Linked DNA regions of Bombyx mori: region 1 is linked to region 2. The links are chromatin contacts, called in public Hi-C maps. All regions are on one chromosome and are shown on one strand. Each heading gives the region's core, a stretch centred on a gene start, on an enhancer-like site or on the middle of the called end of the contact. The rest is flanking DNA. Distances are from core to core; before and after follow the strand shown. Region 1 holds the start of LOC101743302 (protein distal antenna). Region 2 overlaps LOC101743528 (dynein regulatory complex subunit 7).

What was found. A called contact is a pair of places that touch in the nucleus more often than the background predicts.
Region 1: a Hi-C map of posterior silk gland shows a contact between it and region 2, with 1.6 times the contacts expected there. The contact joins the promoter of LOC101743302 here to the enhancer-like site in region 2.

What each region holds. Positions count from the first base shown.
Region 1 is chr25:3,762,220-3,767,542 of ASM3026992v2, forward strand. LOC101743302 (protein distal antenna) reads left to right here and starts at 2,824. Exons shown (of 2, transcript XM_004923305.5): 1 at 2,824-3,106. All of the region lies in intron 2 of LOC101743528 (dynein regulatory complex subunit 7), which reads right to left.
Region 2 is chr25:3,669,914-3,674,787 of ASM3026992v2, forward strand. All of the region lies in intron 2 of LOC101743528 (dynein regulatory complex subunit 7), which reads right to left. Among protein-coding and RNA genes, the nearest start is that of LOC134201449, 52 kb to the left of the region's middle. Within about 2 kb of position 3,543, at least 7 of the 8 cell types and tissues checked have open chromatin away from gene starts, as enhancers often do.

The DNA.
Region 1 (5,323 bases), core at 1,574-4,073, 92 kb after region 2:
GCGTTTCGGTTCGAAGGGTGGGGTAGCCGTTGTAACTATACTGGGACCTTAGAACTTATATCTCGAGGTGGGTGGCGCATTTACGTTGTAGATGTCTATGGGCTCCAGTAACCACTTAACACCAGGTGGGCTGTGAGCTCGTCCATCCATCTAAGCAATAAAAAAAAAAAAAAAAAAAAAAATTGAACAATCCTAGGGGCGCAGTTAAGGTACTTATAGCCTTTTTTAATACTTAAAACTCATCACGCTTAAAAAAAGACACGTCATAGCGCCCAGGCAAGACTTGAGGTGGTCCATTCCATAGCCAAACAGTGCGCAGCAAACGCACTGTAGACTACTAAAATATTTTAGTCAAGCCGATCCGAATTTAAATTTTTTTATAGTTCGTGTCGTCTCGACCAGTTTTTCATTCGACCTTTCAATAGACCAATCGAAATTTTCAAATTTTTCGTTCGAAAATTTCGTCCAAACTATGCTAAAAAAAATGCATTCGATTCAACTTTACAATAATTAAAGGCTGGCAACTGTAACGTATTTTAATAATGTCAACCTATTCAACGGTAACACAACGAAACAATCATCTTCTCACCCTTATCCCACATTGTGTGGGGTCGTCGCAGCATATCCTCTTTATCCATTCAGGCCTATCATACGTCATCTCTGCACTCACGCCCTTCTCTCGCGTATCCTCTTACACACGGTCCGTCCAAATCTTTTTAAGATGCCCCCTGCTCGCATTAGCGTCTTCTTCACACCCGGCATTAACAAAACGAAACAATAAATGAGATAATAAAATAGAAGAATTCATATGTCTAACCCATACATCGACCCGCTGAGTTTCTCGCCGGATCTTCTCAGCGGGTCGCGATTCCGATCCGATAGTAGATTCATGCGCGAAGCAGTTGTTCCTGAGTAGTTAGGTCTCCTTTGGAGGCGCTCAGGCAGCTGTTAGCAAATCCCATGTCTCCTAGGTGAGCCCTGTATTCGTCCAAATGTCATGGTAAAAATGGAAAGGCTTACAGGTCACCAGAACTGCCTCCCTTATCCCAAAAACATTTTTTTATATATCGTACCTACTTTCATCGATTTTCGCGGGTCCAAAACATAATTGAGCATTGAGATTGCCCGTCGATCTAGATCCATAAAAAGACATTAAACTTAACTGTTTAAAAGGCAAAATAGCACACGTAGCAAAGCTACCGTCGCCCAAAACATGTCATGCCGGATCCTCAGGATCTACTCTCAGTGCTTTTAGGTACCTCAAGCAACGGTCATCGTTCTCGTCGAACCCATCGCTTGCGACGAAGGGCGAGCAAATTAATCCACAAACACAGCCCACTGAGTTTCTTGTCGGATCTTCTCGGTGGGTCGCGTTTCCGATCCGGTGGTAGATTCTGCGAAGCACTGCTCTTGCTAGTTTGAGCCCCGTGAAGCTTACCTACTTGTTAGGATACGCTGGCATAGCTTCTCAAGGCTTAAGGTTAGGTAGAAAAAAAAAAGCACAGGTCATCGTCGAACTCGTCGATTACGATGAAGAGTCAACGTGCGAACTAGCCCATAGACAGAACGCACTGTGTTTCTTACCGAATCTTCTCAGTGGATCGCGATTCCGATCAGGTGGTAAATTCAGTGAAGCATTAATCTTACTAGAGCCCGTGGACCCAGCTACCGATCTGTAAGTAGTTTGAATTGTTCTTTAGGGTACCAACAATTAACTAGGAAAAATGTACCGACCCGCATGGACTCACAAAACCAACCAACTGCTCTTAAGCACAGTAAGCTCATCGCTTTCGACGTCCAGCCCACGGTCAACCGAATCTTAAGTTATTGCTGTCATTCTACAGTCAATGCGCGCGATTTCATTCCGGTAGTTGGTGCATTCGCGAAGCAGCTGCCCTCGAGCTGCTAAGCCTTCTTCGGAGGTTTTCGGACAGCTACATATCTCACTCCTCCCAGCTGAGCCCAAAATTCCCCCACATATCCTAGTGTAACTAGAGAAGCCATTCGGTCCATTCATAATCTTTCCCCCCTAAAAAAAAACGCGCCTACCGTAATCAGTAAAATTCGTACAGTATACTTCGTAAAAGGAATTAAGTCGCATCATTAAGTTCTTGCTTAACATCATCAAAATATGCAAGTCTAGCCGCGCTTTCACCGACCGATACAGGTAACACACAAGTATATACACTTTCATTTCCTTCGACGCGTGCACAAGTGGGATCGTCTGTTAGACCATAGACCAGGCAGACGCATTGTTCGCGGCTAATATATTCACGTTTAGATTAAAACCTCACTTACACACTGTTAAAAACGCATAACGATGGTATTTAGCTAATGCTTATTACGTTATAATACAATAGCATCGGTGTATTTGAGCAAGAGAATAAATGATCCGCGCAACTTGGGTGCTACGCAATGAAAGACAAACATAGCCCGGCGTAGACATCATCTACGATACTCTACGCGGCATATCAAGTTCAATTTTTTATTTAATGTTTTTAAAGATTGTTTGAACTCGTTTTTCGGTACGCGAGCTAGAAACGCCGAGAGTGTAATTACTTGTGAACTAATACGCGCGCGACAGACAGGCGCGAGACGACATTGCGACTCAAAGTTTCGCACTTGGAAAGTTAAAGAAACCTCATAGGTCCGAAACGAACTTTAGCTCTGAGTTCTCGGTCCTGCGACGAAAAAAGTTTAGTCTCGTTTTTGGGTGCGACAGCGAGCGGCAACTCGGCGAGTAATTAAGGTGTATGGGTAATATCGCGCGGGGGCTCGGTGGCGGGGCGCGGGTGCGGGGCGCGCGGGGCGGCCGGACGGACACAAAGGCTGGTCGCGGACGCGGCCGCGGCCCGGCGCCCTTATCACGGCGAGCGCACAGTCGGCTCGCGCGGTCCGCGACGTACGTACCTATCGGTGCATCGCGTTACGCGCGTCTTCGCTCAGTGACTTGTGAACGCATCTGTGAAATCAGTGACACGTGCCGCGCACTGCGCATCCACACTATATTTTTATTGGTTGGGATTCGTCCATTCAACGTACGCTCATAAAAGCGATAACGACTGCCCTGTCAAAAATTGTAAACAAAACACACGCCGGCTCGCAAGTAAGTTTACAAAACTTTTGCTCATTCATGTCCAGCCTGCTCCGATTTCCTGATACAGCAACTTAAATCCTGACAAAGTGTTTGTGTAAAAGAATAATAATAGAAAATCTAAAAGTCCTTTCGTGAATCAAACCTTAACGTATAGTGTAAAACTTTATCGAATTCGATTCTATGTTAATTTCATGTAGGTACCTACATAGATATTTAAATATATAAAAAAATAAGTTAATGACTTGTATAATTATCACTCAGTGTATTCCGTTGAAAATAATCAAATTGGTAAAGCTGTTAAACTAATAATATCAGAAAAATAGTGCAAAGAAAAAATGGCGACTCGTGACATCTGAATGCAATGCAAAGAAATACATACAAGACGCCTAAAATATATATTTTTTTCAAAATTAAAAGTATCTTGTTTTTAAAAACACCTTGATTAGCTTAACCCTTGTTTTACGGAATCTTTTACCGTAATTTTCACCGGCTTCAATTAATGTCCGGATTATTTTGAAAATTTACAAACGCATTGAGGCACGATTGAATACAATATTATATTTTTTTTACTTTGATCTAATATCCGGAATAAGTAGAATAAACAAAATGATTATTCAATTATTCATCTTGATATTAAAGCGCGCTTCTAAATAACAATTATTAATAAAATAAAAAAGAAAACATAACAATATTGACGATATAGCTTCAAACGTTTTAGTGCAAATGATGTCCAAAATTAATGAGTTATTTAAAGTTAAGTTAACTTAAGAATATAATGAAAATAATGCTTCCTTCAAAGCCTTAAGGCAGTCAAGAGTCTTTGATGCAACGTAAACAGAATAAATACATCACGAAAGATACATTGTCATCATGAAAGATATTTGTTTTTTTAAAATTCCCAATCATAAAACTGTACAAAACCTTTTTATACAACTAGAACACTTTAATGTTTAAATTAAAATGTGATTAGAACACATGTAATTCACATCGCATTCGAACACCGTCGAGTTTAAGACAATTTGCGGATTTAATTCAAATGCGTTCAATAACATCAATAACAAGTCATACAAAATATACTCAATTTTATTCATAGTTAACAATAACAATATACGTTTGTTCTTTTATAATGGAAAACGAAAAGTTTAAAGCGTTATTGACGTAATTCCTAGAGAAAATTCCCTTTGCTTTTAATTTTAGTAAAAGATAGCTCCGACTTTTTTTTTATCAAATTACCAAATTATTTTGACACATAATCAGCGGGTTATTAAACGTACTGCCAAGTAATCAAATTTCAAAAGGCAGGGCAAACTTGGTGCTCTCTCTATCTACATAATTATCACAATGTACATTATTTAATTGGTCATGGGCCACGAAGTGACGGCCCATTTCGATATTATTCTGTAGCGGGAGCCAAATACGTGGAGCCTAAGCTGAACAAGTGACATTGACCAAAGTGACGTTCAAATGGAAACTAAAAACATTGCTTGGCGGGGAAATTATTCAGATCGCCTATGCAACCTAACGCACAAACTCAACCCATTAAGTTTCTCGCCGGATCTTCTCAGTGGGTCGCGATTCCGTTCCATCGATTCAGCGAAGCGATGCTCTTGCTAGGACTAGTATCAGCAAATTCTCTCCGGTTAAGGCCGCGAGCTCACTCACTCATTCCGAATGTAGCTGGAATAACCCCTTAGGCTAGCAAAAAAAAAGCTAAACTCATGCCCATCCTTGCAGCCTAGCAATATACCATCAATACTTAGGCAACCGCTGAGTCAAGAATATGAAGTTAACTTAGAAAACAATTGAAGATAATTCTGCTACAGACGGACGATAGAGAAACAGAAATAACATATCAAAAGTACATGATCTAATATCCCAAGATCTACTATTATAGATAAGTTATACAAGGAACCACAAATTTGAAAAGTTCACGTGTACATAAACAAACAATGAAATAAATAAACAAAACTAATAAACAAAAAACGACAAACAAAAATTCGCGTATAATTCATTCGTGTTTAATACGTGTGGCGCCATCTAGCGGTGACCGAGTGAACGGGCCGAGACCGCTCGCAAGGTCACCGTGTCAACGACCCGACAACTTTTGCCGCCTACTGTTGTCGTAGGTCATAATTTTATTTCTTTTTGTTTATCTTTTTCGTAACTTTACAACTTGCCACGTTTATACAGTTTTTTATGGGCTTCCTGTAAACGAAATTATTACGG
Region 2 (4,874 bases), core at 2,293-4,792:
CATGAGGTCGAAGTCGATAGTATCCCAGTCTTCGAATCGGAAGGCATAATGACTAGCTAACAACACGCCTCCCACAGCAACAGCAAAATTAGTATTTTACCAAACCGTCATTTCACGGGTTAAAAGCGGTCAAAAGTAATTTTAAAATGTTCATAATCTTTGACTTTCCGCGCGCACACATGCGCAGTGCAGCCGTCGGTGCCAACAGCACACATACAAAAATCGAAATATAAAGTTTGTTTTAGTCGAGCATTCGGCATGAATGAAAGCGAAAGGGCGCGCTCGATGTCTTCATCATAACAATCGTATTTTCCAGGCTGTATGTGTATTTAAAACTACGTCATTTCTTTTTTTTTTTAAACTGTTTTTTTTTTCTTCCGATTTTTAGTCTGTGGATTTTGGCAAGATTTTTCGTTGGGAGTGGACAAATGAGTTTTCAGTCCATTATAGTCATTTATGTGGCTCTTGTATTCATGAGTCTCCTGTAAAGTTGCAAATATGTCGCTTAAAGCCTTTCAGCCGTTGAATATAGTATACTAATTGATTTAAATAAATTTTCTTGTCAAATTGCCCCGAATGAAAATTTTGTAATGTATTTATCTGCTGGGAATCGAACTCAGTCTCCGCAGTGTTGTTGTAGTCATAGCCATTATACCAAAGAGGCGATTAGACATTTTATTTGGCACGTTACAACGTTCCAAAGAGATTACAGTAACATAACTAATCATCAATAAGATAATCATCTAGTACACAAAGAATACGATAGATGGCGTTGTGTGTAGTAAGTACAAAATTACGAAAGCGTATGTCATGTAGTTAAATTTTATTTGTACAAACATTCACATTGAGACGTGACCACAGTAAATCGAATAAATCGATATCGTTACTTGAATTTTTTCAATTATAGTTTGCACATATTAACCAGTCTGCCTATTTCTGCTGCAAAACAGTCTTGCGAAACCGGCCTAGACGCAAAACAACGAAGATCTTCACACTTTTCTAAATTTTTTTAATGCTTAGATGGATGGATGAGCTCACAGCCCACCTAGTGTTAAGTGGTTACTGGAGCCCATAGACATCCGCAACGTAAATGCGCCAGCCACCTTGAGATATAAGCTCTAAGTTCTCAATATAGTTACAACGGCTACCCGACCCTTCAAACCGAAACGCATCACTGCTTCACGGCAGAAATAGGTGGTGGTACCTACCCGTGCGGACTCACAAGTAAGACTTTAGACGAAAATAATGAAATCGCTCAACATGTTAATAACGTTCTCTGAAAGTTTTAACATTACCGATGCTGCTTTCATGCAATTACAAGTACCTATGTACGTATTACGAAGCGAACGATCATTCTTATCGGTAAAAAACAACACGCGACCTGAGGCGATGACGCTTGTGGAAACAGGAGCGCGGGTTGGCGACCGTCATAGGTAACGTGACACCTAGGGTTGTCACTTGTCAGAGACCAGTCTAATTAATAAACAATTTGTTTGATCTTCGTTGTTGAATGTAGCCATTGTGAGCCGTGAGGTCGAACCCTGTTCCAACAGGCCTGCTTTGCTTAAGTACTGCTACAAATGAATATATTTTTTTAATGAAGTATAATGTAATATCCCTAAAATGTATATCTACATATTTATTAAAGTCTCAGCAAAAAAAAAAATTCTATTCGAAATGGCCATCTTTGGCTTTTATACAGGCCTTTAATCTGTTTGGCCACGATTCTATAGATTTAAGCACTGCTTCCAAGGGAAATTTCGCCACTGCTTGCTCCAAAGATTTTTTAAGGGACTCAATGTCGCCGTGTCGCTTATGCCTTGTTCGGACTAGGCGAGTATTTTAGTCGAGTACGAGTAATTTAGTAGCTAAATGTGTCTGAGCACCACAAATTTAGTCGAGTAGGTTAGTAAATAATTTAGTCAAGTCAATCCATTTTGCTCTATTTTTTCGGGCGAGTAGTGAGTAGTTTAGCCACTAAATAACTCGGTACTCGACTAAAATACTCGCCTAGTCCGAACAAGGCTTTAGAGCAGGGCATGGCTTTAATTGTAAAGATTGATTTAGGGCATGTCCTGTATAGCGACGATAAACACCGAGCTTCAGGTCTTGTTTTATAATACGGGACAGAGTCCTAGCGGGAATCTTCATATCTCGCGATAAGATCTTTTGCTTCCTAACGGGGTAGGCTGGTGGAGCTATCGTTGCCTGTACTAATTGGACGTCCTATCAAGAAATTAGCTATCGGAGGACGACAGTGACGAAATCAATTATTAATATTTATGTAAGCACAAGTATATAGGGTGTAGGGAAAAGGAAGGACGGTGCTTTCGGAAATTTCGGTAGGCAGCGGCTTGGTCGGTAGGCCGCGTCTTGGCTCTGCCCCTGGCATTGCTGAAATCCATGGGCGAAGGTAACCACTCGCCCTCAGGTATGCTCGTCTAAAAACTTGAATAAAAAGTAGGCGACTTTTATTTATTTATTGTTTAGATGGGTGGACGAGCTCACAGCCCACCTGGTGTTAAGTGGTTACTGGAGCACATAGACATCCACAACGTAAATGCGCCACCCACCTTGAGATATAAATTCTAAGGTCTCAGTATAGTTACAACGGCTGCCCCACCCTTCAAACCGAAACACATTACTGCTTCACGGCAGAAATAGGGGGGAATACTAATAGTTGTTGCATTGAACAATTTTCATGCAATTTATCACGATTATAAATTATGATATGGACAATTTAAAGATTGGAGAGAGTGCAGGGCGTGTTAGCAGCGCGTTACATTGCTGTTTCAATAAAAGTCCGATAAATTAACAATTATTTTTGTTCAGCTGAGCAAATGAATATTATTATTTGATAATCTATATATTAATACGTGAAGCAAAAACTTTGTATCCCTTTTTACGAAAATTGCGCGGACGGAGGAGTATCAAATTTTCCACACTTATAGAGAATATAGAGAAGAAGTGCACAATGCTAATATTTTTTTTAAATAATGCATAAAAGATACATTAAATCAATAAAGAAAACATTACACACACTACATAGGTACCATGTATTTGACACACACACGCATGCATACTATTTATTGTCAAACTTTTGTTCTGAACGTATGTGGTCAAATTGAGAATAGATTAAATATTGTTTGTCTTTCTTAATATTTTTTTATAATGTAGCCTTGGCGAAATTTGTGATTATAGAAGTATAAAATACAATCATAATAGTGTACAAACTTACAATTCCAATTAATTATAGTCGAATTTCGACTACTGCGGGACCTCTAGTTTCTTTAAATACGTTTCGCCTTTGCTCTTGATCTCTACGTCTTGTAGAATACGTACATGTTTCATTGTGTTTCTTATGTATTCGAAGATCAGTTATAAAGTAGGAGCCCTAGATGTGAGCGGCGGGTGTGGGGCGGGTGCGAGGCGCGGGTGCGAGGCGCGGGGGCGGAGGGGCCGCCCTTGCGCGAAGGTGAGTCGACAATTAACGAGGCGCGGTCATTCCTCCGCGAGGCGGCTGGCGCGGTGTCAACGATTCCGATCATCCTGGAGCGATGGCGAGCGACCGGACGCGGCGCCCGCGACCCACACAACCCATGAAACGAACAGAAGGCATAGACGAGGCTTTATTAAAGATAAAACCTAATCAAGATAATAATATTTTATTTTTATTGAAGTCTGCCTGATGAATAACCTTTACTGTTGTTGCTGTGGTACTCATAAGTATTAAGACAATATAGTACGACCGAATTCACAATATGATGTTGCTCTCTGTTCTCATCGATGAGCTGTCTATTAACCTTTAATAAAGGAACGTCGTGCTGATGTTTTTCCAAAGCCACTGAAAAATGCCGGCCATTCAGGTAAATATTTGTTAAATTTATCTGAAGCGTTCCCGAATTAACACTTTACGATATGATGTACGCCATAAAAAAAGTTACGGTAGGAAGCAGCTTAGCATTGCTGACGTTCATAGGCAACGGTAACCACTCACTACCAGGTGGGTTGTATGTTCTTCTGCCTATAAGGCCCCTATGAGGAGGCAGTCTCCTCCCGGTGATGGTCAAGGGGCGACCTCAGGGAGTTGAGGCTGCGCCGCACGCTACCGTCAGTCTAGCGCGCTGGCACCAGGAGGACGGGACGACGCGACGGCGGCTGCGGACTGCGATGCGGTCCGCATTTTCATCGTCGCTGTCGTCGCCGAACATACTGTGGAAGAGCAACCCGGTCGGCGATGTATCGCGTTCCGAACCGGCAGGCTGATTCTGGCCCAGCGGGGTATCCCGGAACACCAGTGGCATCGCCTGGGCGGCCTGGTAGGGCTGCCGTACCGCGGAGACCGACGTCGTTGGTCGTCGACTATCGCCTCGACGACCCGTCAGTCGGGTGTCCTCGGGGTGGCGCCGCGTGTCTGGTTGTAGTGTTGACCGCGGGAACCCCCCTACTCTGACCGGGTTCTGACCCCGGACGGAGATCGGACGTCGGGTGTAAGAGTGCAGGGGAGTCGTTTAGTGGGTGGGCCCTAAAATCCTTGGGCCCGCGATCTGCTCTCAACACCTGCAGATCGTTGAGTCTCACATACCCCGCGCGCCCCTTATGCGCGGAGAACTCGTAAGAGGTTCGGGCCCGGCCCGAAAAAAAAAAAAAAAGGAAGCAGCTTAGCATTGTTGACGTTCATAGGCAACGGTAACCACTCACCATCAGGTGGGTTGTATGTTCTTCTGCCTATAAGGGCAATAAAAAAAATGAAATCGCTAAAAATAATATAGTATTTTCTTCAGTCTTTGCGAATCGCAGACGCATTACATAAAATTGGAATTTCTGAGCATCGAACGCTCTGTATTCGTTTATTGCTTGTGTACAAAACATCG